Linked DNA regions of Sus scrofa: all the other regions are linked to region 3. The links are chromatin contacts, called in public HiChIP or PLAC-seq maps. All regions are on one chromosome and are shown on one strand. The core of a region is the stretch at or near the end of the contact, and the rest is flanking DNA. Distances in the headings are between cores, read along the strand shown.

Region 1 (2,700 bases), core at 56-2,555, 410 kb after region 3:
TCTGAAAAGATAGTTAAGGACCTCAGTGTGTGTACAGAGAGAGAAATTATGAATTCCACCAAAAAGATGACAGTTGAAAGCCATGAAAAAGACCTAACATCTACATGTGCTTTAGAAAGTCTCTAAATGGAGATTCAGATTTTAAGGTAATTTGAGCAGAATGCATTACTCACATTATATAATTATATTCCTCATAATTACAGTTGAGGAATTCTGTGTCACACTTCTAGGAATCAGTACTAGAACCCGCCTGTACTCTGGACGAAAAGATGCTCTGGCGTTTCAGAGCGCCCTGTGCTTCACTCTGCGTTCCTCAAGTTAGGGTATGGCTGTGGGAGGTCAGCCAAGAGGAAAGAACCTAGGACTCAGGATGTGCCAAGTGGGAAGACAAGGGCCATGTGGGAAGACAAGGGGGAAGACCAGGGCCATGTCAAAATGAGGGGCCATTGGAGACGAAGCCAGCTGGCATCCCAACACACAACTTATCCTCGTGCTTCATGTGTTTGGAAAGAGAAATCACAACTGGAAACATGTCTAAACATTACCTCTCAGAAATGGAAAGAATTGACAAGAAGGCAGATCAGGAAAAGGAAACATAAAAGCAAAATAGTAGAGCCCAAAGAGAAGTTAAATGTTTTCCAGTCTGTATTTGGTAAGGTCTGAGTAGTAATAGATTAGTTTTAAAAGGGAAAGCAATTTCCTAGGCTCATGTCAGGTTGAGGCTGAAGACTTTAAAGATGCATTTATTTATTTCCTCCTCCTCTTCTTTAACAGTGGATGTTTGAAGTCATGCTAAATGGCCTTTATAGACCAATCCATAGATAAGTGACTTTTCTCTTTAGCCTCCTTCAGGGCAAATTTCTCTGCAACATCCTTTGCATTCTAATTGGTTTAACTAAACTCTGAAGAATTTCCCACTGATGGGTAAAGCTTCTCCTTAGAAGTGAACTACAGCTAATTAGCTTCAGCTTCTCCTGGACTCCACGAGAGGCTCCTGACAAAAAGAGACAAAGTGTGAATGCAGTTTTCTTTTGCATTTCTTTCCAATCCTGCTGGGGGTTCAATTGAGGCCTCTATGACCAGCTGTAATACAAGTATTTTGTTGGGAAGCTTGAAGGCCTGGAAAGTGAATGTGCTTCTCCCACTTTCAGTTCAAGTACAGTATTCTGGTCCTGGCAGCACAGGAGCAGCAGGTGTGTGCTGCAGAATAGCTGGCCACTGGTCCTGGCCAGAGAAGGAGCCTCTTCACAGCAGTAGGACGTTGCAGTATCACTTAGCCTGTCTGAAAGAACCTATTTTTGTTCCTATCCATGCCCTGATAGTAGAGTTCAAACTAATTTTGGGTCTGCTGATGACCATATCATCAAGAGGATATCAGCACAGGAAGCCAAGAAGCTACCATCTGTGCTGTGTTTATATCTCAGGAATTATTTACAGGGCTGATTACTCGGTTCGCTGTACCTCTTGACCTTCTAGTGTTGCACTAAGAAAGGTGACTAACACTTTCTTCAAAGTCACCTCACTTTTAATAACCCGTATAATTCCTGCAATCCATGGTATGGGGTCAAAGGAGTGAACAAATTGCTTCACCAAGTATTGACCTCCCACGATGCTTTATGTGGTCGGGGCATCATGAATGATCATTCCCGATGAACAGAAGGTAGCTGTCCCCAGCGCTGTGCTGGTAAACGTCAATGACTGGCTCTCTAGAGACAAAATACCTGATTCGCCACATTTGCTGATTTCCATAGTGGTATATTAAGAACAACTTTATAGATTCAAAAATTTAGATGAAGTGGAGAAATTCTACAAAGGCCAAAGTGGCAAAAAGTAACTCAAAAAAAAAAAAAAATAGAAAACCTGAAAACTCTATGTCTATTAAAGAAACTGAATTCCCAATTAAGTCCTCTCATAAGAAAACTTATAGGTCCAAATGACATCATTGGAAAAGTATATCAAATAGATAAGGCAGAAATTAACCCATCTTACACAAAGCCCTTCACAAAATAGAGGTGGGAACACGTCCCAATTTTATTTTTGGAGGCCTGCATTATCCTATAACCCAAATTAGAAAATGACATTATGAGAAAAAAATAAAAAAACGAACTAGAGGTCCCCGTACTTGATGAATAAAGATGGAAAAAATTCCCTAACAAAATATCAGCAAGTTGAATCCAGCAATACATAAAAATGATAATATATAATGACCAGGAATTAAAGGTTAGTTTAACATTAAAGATCACGCAATATGATTCCTCCTATTAACAGAATAAAGGAGAAAAAATATATGTTCACCTGAAGATATGCAGAAAACGATCTGAAAAAATTCAGCACTCATTCATTATATACATAACTTAAGAATAGGAGAGATTTTTCTCAACTTGAAAAAGGAAAAATCTCCAGGTAAAATCACACTGAAATATTGAAACAATGAGCACTTTCTCTAAGTGAGGAAGAAGGCTCTCTCTTCCTCACTTCTAGTCAACATTGTGCAATAAGAGAATAGAAATTGTAAAGAAAGAAGAAAACTGTCCTCCTTTGTGGATTGTGTACATGTAAAAATCAAAAATAGTTTATAACTACACAAACTACTAAGTGAATTTAACATGGTACAGTTTGCCATGTTAATATACAAAAATCATTTGTGTTTTTAGCAACAAAGAATGTAAAGAAGACATTTAATGCTATGGACAATAGCAT
Region 2 (2,753 bases), core at 142-2,641, 470 kb after region 3:
TTCCCGTCATGGCGCAGTGGTTAACGAATCCGACTAGGAACCATGAGGTTGCGGGTTCGATCCTGCCTTGCTCAGTGGTTAACGATCCGGCGTTGCGTGAGCTGTGGTGTAGGTGCAGACGCGGCTCGGATCCGCGTTGCTGTGGCTCTGCGTAGGCAGTGGCTACAGCTCCGATTGGACCCTAGCCTGGAACCTCCATATGCGCGGGAGCGGCCCAAAGAAATAGCAAAAAAAAAAATGTTTCCAATATAAATGAATGGGTGTGCAAGCTGGAAACCCAGACATACTGCTTTTTGAAATACTCTTCCCTCTTTCCCCCACTCCTCTTCTCTCCCCATCTTCCCCTGTCTCTCCTCCAACCCCCACGGACATGTTCATGACAGTAGTGTCTGAGTTATGTTTAGCTATTGTTTAGGATGGTCAAAATACTCAGCAGTTTGTTTTAGCATCCTTGTGTGTAGCTAGTGATTTTGATACGAACAAATTGCACTTTATTTTTTTTTTTTACGACCACACCTGCAGCCTGTGGAAGTGCTAGGAGTGGAATCCAGAGCTGCAGCTGGGGCCCACACCATAGCCACGGCAACACCAGATTTGAGCCATGGTCTACCCCACAGCTGGTGGCAACACCAGATCCTTAACCCACCGAGTGAGGCCAGGGATCACACCCGCATCCTCACAGACACTATGTCATGTTCCTAACACACTGAGCCACAATAGGAACTCCACACATTGCACTTTGAAAAACCTAGGTCTCTCCTAGGATAAAAAAGTGGACAGAAATTGAATGACTCCAGTTTATAATTTTCTGTTCTAGTAATTAAGTCTTATTGTTAACAAAATGACTGTTTTTTATAAATAAATGGGGATTTGTTTTTAATTAAATTACGGGAAATCGCTCTTGTTGCCAGCTTTAATTAAGAGAGAGACTACGGTTTTAATGGCTGTATTGTCTCTGTCTAAAACTGTAAATCCAACAGCCAGAAATGTACTGCTTTCAGTAGGAAGGAACCAAGATGTGACCTGACAATCCTCTACCCCTACCTTGAATATACGTAGGCCCGACCATCAGGGCTGGGCTGGGGAGACGGGAGTGTGTGGCTATCTCCATGGAAAAAGTCTCCAGATGTTCACACATGAGTTTCTTGTAAAAGTTTCATGTGAAACTATTCCATTCAGTCATCTGGTCATATTATAAATGTCCTCATGAAAGCCTTCTGAGTAAATACAGTTAAAAATTTTTAAAAATAATAATAAAAATCAAATTGCAAATCCTTTCTGGGAGAAATTAAGAAAATCCTCACAAACGCCTCCTCTGCCATTGCCTCATGTCTCAGGCCTGCCCCCCTCACTCGCTCGCATGTGTTATCTGCACGGCCGCTGCAGGCATCTGAGCTGTGACCTTTGTCCTGCAGTCTCATGCTTGGCGATGCCATCCAGTCCCAGGGTCCTGCATCTGTTGCTTTGGAAGGCTCACAAATCTGTAACTAGAGTGCGATTTTGCTCCCAACTTCCAGCCAATATCTCCACCTGCTTCACTATCCTTCCAGCACCTTAAAGACCTCACAGAGCACACATCCCAACCAGGACACGCCATCTTTTACCTGAGCCTGACTCTTTCCCACATCCCTATGTCTTTGCATGAGCTTCCCTCTCTATGCCCTCCACAGCCTGTCACAAGTGGGGACAGGAAATCGGTGTAGTAGGAAGTTCACAGGTGTGGGGACTGTATAGATCTGGGTTCAAACCCAGGCTCTACCACCTACTGGCTACGTGCCATTAGGCAACTCTTTAGGTCTTCAGCTCCTTTGTGTATAAATGGGGGGATTATTTTCAGAAATCAAAAAAAAGTATGAAAAATTGTTGTGTAATATATTGCTCATACCAGACATATTGGGAATGAAAGAAGTCATTGTTACTGAGAAAGAGAGAGGAAGGAAGAAAGGAAAGAAAAAAAGGGAAGGGAGGGAGGGAGGAAGAAAGAAAAAAAAAGGGATGGAGGGAGGAGGGAGGGAAGGAAGGAAGAGAGAAAAAAAGGCCCGAAGTCCGATTGTGCCCAAAAAAGCGGGACCCGTGTTCACCCTGTGTTCTGTATTCTGATGTGTCAGAGGAGCGTGGAGCATGTCTTCAAGACTCTTGCCCTCGCTCTGCCTTCCCACCATCCCAGTGTTTGCCTCCAGTGTTTTCTGAATCTGCCCTTCCTTGTCCTTCCTGCTGCCCCCAAAGCCGTGTTCAGTCTCTGTCACTGGGAGGATAGTAAGCCTCTCTTGACTGGCATTTCTCTGCTCTGTTGCATTCTATGTACTGTTGCCAGATGAATCTTCCGGAATCACGTTTCTTAAACCGTTCGCTGCCTCAAGACCCATTAATGATGTCCCATTGCCCTTTTAGCAGAGATCAAACTCCTTGCATGGCATTTAAGAGTCTTCCTGTTTGGGTCTGATCTCTTTTTTTCAGACTTAATTCCAAGCACGATCTTCTACCTATACCCAAATCTTGGCCAACCCAGCCATGCCCCTCTTCCCTTGTGCCTTTGCTTACGTGCCCCTCCGACTGTACCTCCATCCTTTTTGTCTCCACTGTTGAAATCTACTTTGTCTTTCATGCTGAAGGTGACCTCTTCCAAAAAGCCTTCCCCAGTATGCCCAGTGAGAAGCTCTCCCTCAACCTCCTAAATTCTTTTTTTTTTTTTCATTTAAGTAAGTTTTTATTAGGAAATTCTGGAAAAATTCAAATAATTAACATTGAAATAA
Region 3 (2,700 bases), core at 134-2,633:
GTCATGCCTTGAGTAGAGTCATAGAGTCCAGACACAATGAAAAAGGGTTAGGTTAGGAATGCAGAGCAGATCGAAGACACAGATGTCTATGGTGAAACTTGCTAGTTTCTTTTAAATTCTATTTTTTATTTTTTTGCCTTTGTAGGGCCACACCTGCCGCACATGGATGTTCCCTGACTAGGAGTCAAATCAGAGCTGCAGCTGCCGGCCTATGTCACAGCCACAGCAACGTCAGATCCCAGCCACATCTGAGACCTACACAACAGCTTGTGGCAGCACCAGATCCTTAACCCACTGAACAAGGCCAGGGATCAAACCCTCATCGGCATGGATTCTAGTTGGATTCTTAAGCCACTGAGCCTCAACGGGAACTCCCAGTGTCCTTTTTTAAAAGTCTTTTTGGTTACATGTATCAGAAAGCAATTAGGCTAATCTACATACAGATATTTATTATAAAGATGCCAAGTCATCTTCAGAACCCGCTGGAAAGAAGTGTAAGCAGCCCTCTTTTGACTCTGTTTTACTCTGCATATTTGTGTTTTCTTTTCCCCTCAAAACTAACTTGTTCCAGTTCTCCTTGCAGATGACCACCACTGCTCCAAAATGCATGGCTGAGCCCAGTTTAGATGTTGACTAGCTTCCCTTAATTCCAAATTCCTAAGAGAAAGAATATAATTGTCCAGCTTGGAGCTCTGACGCAATCTCTGATGGAGGTTGGGGGTTCCTGGTGAGGAGTTACTTGAGCTTCCCGTTGTACAGACGCCACAGTGTCCTGGCCTCCCAAAGGTGTTTACCATGACTGTCCAGAATTCCATGGGTGTGTTTTAATCCTGCAATAATATCAGTTTGCTGTTAATAAGGATGGGAAAGAAGGGATTAAATATAAGGGATTTCTTATCCCTAGCAGCAGGGCCAGTTTCAGACACATAGGGGTATCGGCCTCAGGAATGGCACTAGGATGGGGTGGTCTTGGCAAAGCTGAATGGAAAGAGGTGTTCACAGAAGACTGCATGAGGCAATACACACTGGTCCAGGGTCCGAATTCAGGGACCCACGGGGATGGCTTTTTAGAATAACCCAGGCCATCGTATGTATGCTGGCTTTCTCCTTTAATGTGGAGATGGGTGTGGAGTTCTTAGAGAGCTAAGCAGAGACCTGACCATTTCCAAAACATGAGAGGAAGGCTTCAACTTCAGAACATTCCCAGGATTATTAATCAATTTCCCTGATATTTACTATGTGCCCAGGGCTGTCACTATTGCAATGTCAGGGCTCAGGGCTATGGGGACAGAAAAGCCATCGCTCAGCTGTGCGGAGGAACCTGGGTTCAACTGCGGTAGACAGTCCTTTCTGGGGTCTGAAGGGAACTTGACGCCAGGAAGTTTCCAGTCTCTCTCAGCCTCCCTCCCACAGCTCAGAGGAGCGTGTGCTCCCTCCGCCCTCCTCTTCTGCCTGCCAGAATTTCCAGATTTGTTCTGTTTTGCAGTTGAATCAAGCCACACTCAATTCCAACCCTAGCAGAAGGCATAAATTAACATTTTATTATGTGTACTTGTTAGGGTCTCTTAAAGTAGACATGCAAATGTGAGGCTCAGGGAGTCAAGGAGGGCATACCCAGATTAACTGAAAATAAACCAGGTGGCCCTGGCCAAACCCTTGGAAAGCAGGACCTCGCTGAGCTATCCTGGGACAGATACTCACCTCAGCTTCTGCCCCCGGTTGTTTACCCTGGCCCCTGGCCACTTCCTGCTCCCTTTGGCACCTGGGACCTCCCTGTCCAGCTGCCATTGGCCCATATGACTCCCGGTCGACTTTCATTTACAAGGAACCAATTTCATAAGCAGCTGTAGGTGAGCCTTTTACGGGCCTCTGGTGAGTGAGTGAGAGGCCTCAGGGCCTTCTCCATCAAGCAGCTGGACAAATACATCTGCCTTGGCCTTCCACAGGGACCAGGCTATTTTGAGGCTTCCCTCTGATTGGCTCTTTCTGTTACTGTGCCTTTAATTCCAGCTTATAGCCCTTAAAACCTTATATAATAGGAACTTCAAGCTAGATGGAGTTTGATTGGATTTGGCTTGGCTCTAGTGGAGTAATTCGTAAAACCGTAAGTGAGAACTACTTGATATGCCCCTTTAGCTCTACCAGGAGAACATATAAATTGTTCTAAGGTGTTTCTTTTCTGAATGCTGATTTCATCATATGCTTTTGTGTATCAGTTGGGGAAAGTCGAACAAGAGGAAGAGGGAAAGAAACTTTTCCTCATTGCCGCTTTAATTTTCCAGGTGTTCTTTTGTACCCTGTGTATTTTACATTGTTATAAATCCTCCTTCTTGTAAGCCTGAGTGGACCATGCCATGCAAACAACCAATGAGAGAAGGCAGTGAAGGAAAGGGAGACTGCAGAGCCTTCCAGAGTCTATCCCAGGGCATCAGTGATTGATGGGAAATCTTGGTTCTCATCTCCCCTCTTAAGTAGAGGAGCTAGCTTGATTCCAGTGGCCTTCTGCCAGCGAGCATGTGCACAGTGAGCATGCCCAGGGTAGGCTATTTGAATCTCCCTACCTTACAGGTTACACAAGAAGCCACCTTCCAGCTGGTCTGGTATAGTGAGTGTGTCTAGAGATGCCTCCTTAATCCCTGCCCCCACTCCGCTTCCAGGGGAAGTCTACCTGACACCCCCACCCTTTGGCTCTTATGAAGT
Region 4 (2,700 bases), core at 126-2,625, 320 kb after region 3:
GGAATAAATTTTAAATGGCTTTATACAAGTATTATTATTTTTTAAATGATTGGAGTCATTAATGATTTTCTAAATTGTAAGATAGGAAGATATAAAAATTTTAAGGATATCACATGAACTCAAAACTTTATTAAGGACCCAGTAAGAAAGACAGCTCTTTAGTAGATCTGCTACTTAATTTTGCAACTTTATGAACATGTAGCATGAATACACAATTTTTTAAAAATGCACTCAACTTTTACATAAAGATAAAACTAGAAATTTTCAATAATAAATAGTTCTACGTTAGTAGAATCTTCTTGGAATTATCTTGATTTGAGGGACATTAATTTCTATTAGCATAATTCTAAGGCCAATTAGAAAATACCTACTGGGTTTCTTTAAGACTTTGGTTGGAAAAATGCAGCAAGACATTCAGGAGTTGCTACTTTACCTCTAACACCCTGCTTTCCCTGCCCCCTCATGCCACATTCTCTGACTCACATACTATTTGCAGAGGACACCTGTTTTAAACGGATCCACAGGAAATACCTATGTTGTCTTTTCATAATGTGACCCTGCATCTGGTTAGCTGAAATGTGATCATGATTAAAAAAAAAAAAAAAAAGCTGCCCACGGACTGAAGCGACTTCAATGTGACCACACTTACTGGGAGGTGGAGGGAATCCAGTTTATATTTATTTTCTTCCTATTAAGCCCTGGTAGTGTAGTGTAGGAAAAAAATAAGTAAAAGGGCAAAAACAGTTTAAAACCTCAAATGATTAGTATTAAATTACACACACAGGTTTTACATCCAGACTCAGGACAATCTGCTCTCAAACTGAACGAAATCTCTTAGCAGAAACTGTTAAATAACAGATTTGACACTCCTTCTAAACAGGGTTTTATTTATAAGCCTCATGACCAAAGTCCATAATCTGCGTTGTTATATACTCATAGGATGTTTGTAAATCTCCGGTGGAAAAGGGCAGGGCGGTCTATCAAATGGAATTGGTAAGGGAATTTTATAGATTAACAGTAGTCGAACACCAAAATTCCAATTGGGCTCAAAATAAAACAAGTCACTCGAGGGCTACCAAGGCGCGGCGGGTTCAGACCCCTCGTGAACGCTCCCATCGGTGCCACTCAGTCGGCGAGTCCCCGGGGTCCCTCCTTCCTCGCGGGCTTCCTGTCCCCCGCGCCCGCTCAGCCCGGCTGATGCCACAGGCGGCGACCCGCGCATTCGGCGCGCGCTCCCGGGGTTCGGGTCGCCCTCGGAGGCCGCCCACCTGCTCTAGGGACGCCGAGCGGGCGTCCCCGGCCGGGTCTCTGCGCCGGGCAAACGCTGGAGCAGAATGACGGAGATGACGAAAGAGCTGACGCCACGCCGCCCACCCGGTCGCCACCGGGGCCGCACACGCCGCCCAGCCCCGCCCGCGAGGTGGACGGGCCCGATCGCTCACGCCCACGCCGGTCCCGCGGGAAGCGCCCCGCCCCGCCCACTCGCCCGCCGCAGGGTTTCCCACGGCCCCCGCCCGCCCCCTGCGCCTCACGCCCGGCCGCCCGCCCTCCCCGCCGCCGGGCGCGCCCAGGCCTTGCGCGAACATGGCGCTTGTCCCCTGCCAGGTGCTGCGGGTGGCCATCCTGCTGTCCTACTGCTCTATTCTGTGCAACTACAAGGCCATCGAAATGCCCTCGCATCAGACCTACGGAGGGAGCTGGAAATTCCTGACGTTCATTGATCTGGTAAGGCCATCCCCCGCCTACCCCTGTTCCTCCTGCACTCCGAGCCTGTGTGTGTTGGTGGGTGTGCGAGCACCTGCGCGCGCCTGCAGCATCCACCCCCGTCCTCGTCTCTTGCCCAGTGACCGGGTCTGAAGGCCTGGGTGCCCCCGCAGCAACACCTTCTGAAGCACCTAACCTCACCTGGTAGCTGGGCACGAGTGGAGGTGGGGTGCAGCCAGGTGGTAGGCTATTTGGAGGGAGAAACACACTTGCTTCTAAGAGGTGATAGGGGAAGATTCTCAACTTAGCAAATGGATCCGACGACCTTGATCATGAGTGGCCCGCATTGGCCCCCAACGTGCTTTCCAGAGCACCCACCGTGGGATCAAGTTGCAGCAGCTGAAGGAAACTGGGTATTGTTTTGGCGCTTCCTCTGAAAGGACCAAAGTCCTCCTCATAAAGAAGAGAAAGCTCATAAAGAAGAGCAAGTGCCTAATAAAGTTGTCTTCTTTGCATCTGTTTTTTGCCCATTGTCAGTATTTACTTTCAACCTCCCCCCCTAAACATTAGACCATAGAGAGTTTCAAAATGCATTTGCACTGTGACTCTACACTTTTCCATATCTTCCCATATAAAAGTTCGCAGTAGTTTGCATAAGCAGCTCCTCTATTGGCACAACATGACAACCTTGGCAGTTGCAGTTGTTTAGTTTTTTTTTTTTTTTTTTTTTTAATCCACTTCTGGCACTAAAAGGGCCAGAGAATCAGAACATGAGCATAAGACCCAATAGGGACATGGGTGGAGCCAGGGAACTTGAAGGTGAAAGGTGACTAAGACTGGCTCAAACACACACCAAAAGATGATCAAGCATGGACAGAGAAAACAGAAGCAAGGAGTTCTAAGGACTAGACAAAATGTAGAACCTATTCCTGGATTGCCAGTACTGCCTAGCCAAGATTATACAGGAGGTTGGCCACCTGAGCATGATTGTAATCT

Evidence for each region. HiChIP or PLAC-seq counts read pairs in DNA pulled down with a chosen protein or histone mark.
Region 1: a contact with region 3 is called in an H3K27ac HiChIP or PLAC-seq map of skeletal muscle, with 7 times the contacts expected there. The contact joins two enhancer-like sites. A contact is called at or near these places in 1 of 47 Hi-C or Micro-C datasets (embryonic fibroblasts) and 1 of 2 datasets of contacts at active chromatin or transcription factors (skeletal muscle).
Region 2: a contact with region 3 is called in an H3K27ac HiChIP or PLAC-seq map of skeletal muscle, with 6 times the contacts expected there. The contact joins two enhancer-like sites. A contact is called at or near these places in 2 of 47 Hi-C or Micro-C datasets (fibroblasts and retroperitoneal adipose tissue) and 1 of 2 datasets of contacts at active chromatin or transcription factors (skeletal muscle).
Region 4: an H3K27ac HiChIP or PLAC-seq map of skeletal muscle shows a contact between it and region 3. The contact joins the promoter of AIG1 here to the enhancer-like site in region 3. A contact is called at or near these places in 12 of 47 Hi-C or Micro-C datasets (embryonic fibroblasts, epiblast stem cells, fetal heart ventricle and 7 more) and 2 of 2 datasets of contacts at active chromatin or transcription factors (alveolar macrophages and skeletal muscle).

What each region holds. Positions count from the first base shown.
Region 1 is chr1:22,069,661-22,072,360 of Sscrofa11.1, reverse strand. All of the region lies in intron 2 of AIG1 (androgen-induced gene 1 protein), which reads left to right. Among named protein-coding and RNA genes, the nearest start is that of AIG1, 94 kb to the left of the region's middle. Within about 2 kb of position 1,305, at least 3 of the 83 cell types and tissues checked have an H3K27ac peak or open chromatin away from gene starts, as enhancers often do. A contact at or near this core is called in skeletal muscle, where this site is marked.
Region 2 is chr1:22,011,194-22,013,946 of Sscrofa11.1, reverse strand. All of the region lies in intron 3 of AIG1 (androgen-induced gene 1 protein), which reads left to right. Among named protein-coding and RNA genes, the nearest start is that of AIG1, 150 kb to the left of the region's middle. Within about 2 kb of position 1,391, at least 5 of the 83 cell types and tissues checked have an H3K27ac peak or open chromatin away from gene starts, as enhancers often do. A contact at or near this core is called in skeletal muscle, where this site is marked.
Region 3 is chr1:22,483,519-22,486,218 of Sscrofa11.1, reverse strand. No RefSeq gene overlaps it. Among named protein-coding and RNA genes, the nearest start is that of HIVEP2, 240 kb to the right of the region's middle. Within about 2 kb of position 1,383, at least 21 of the 83 cell types and tissues checked have an H3K27ac peak or open chromatin away from gene starts, as enhancers often do. A contact at or near this core is called in fetal skeletal muscle, omental adipose tissue and skeletal muscle, where this site is marked.
Region 4 is chr1:22,163,753-22,166,452 of Sscrofa11.1, reverse strand. AIG1 (androgen-induced gene 1 protein) reads left to right here and starts at 1,375. Exons shown (of 5, transcript XM_021072473.1): 1 at 1,375-1,725. The coding sequence starts at 1,585.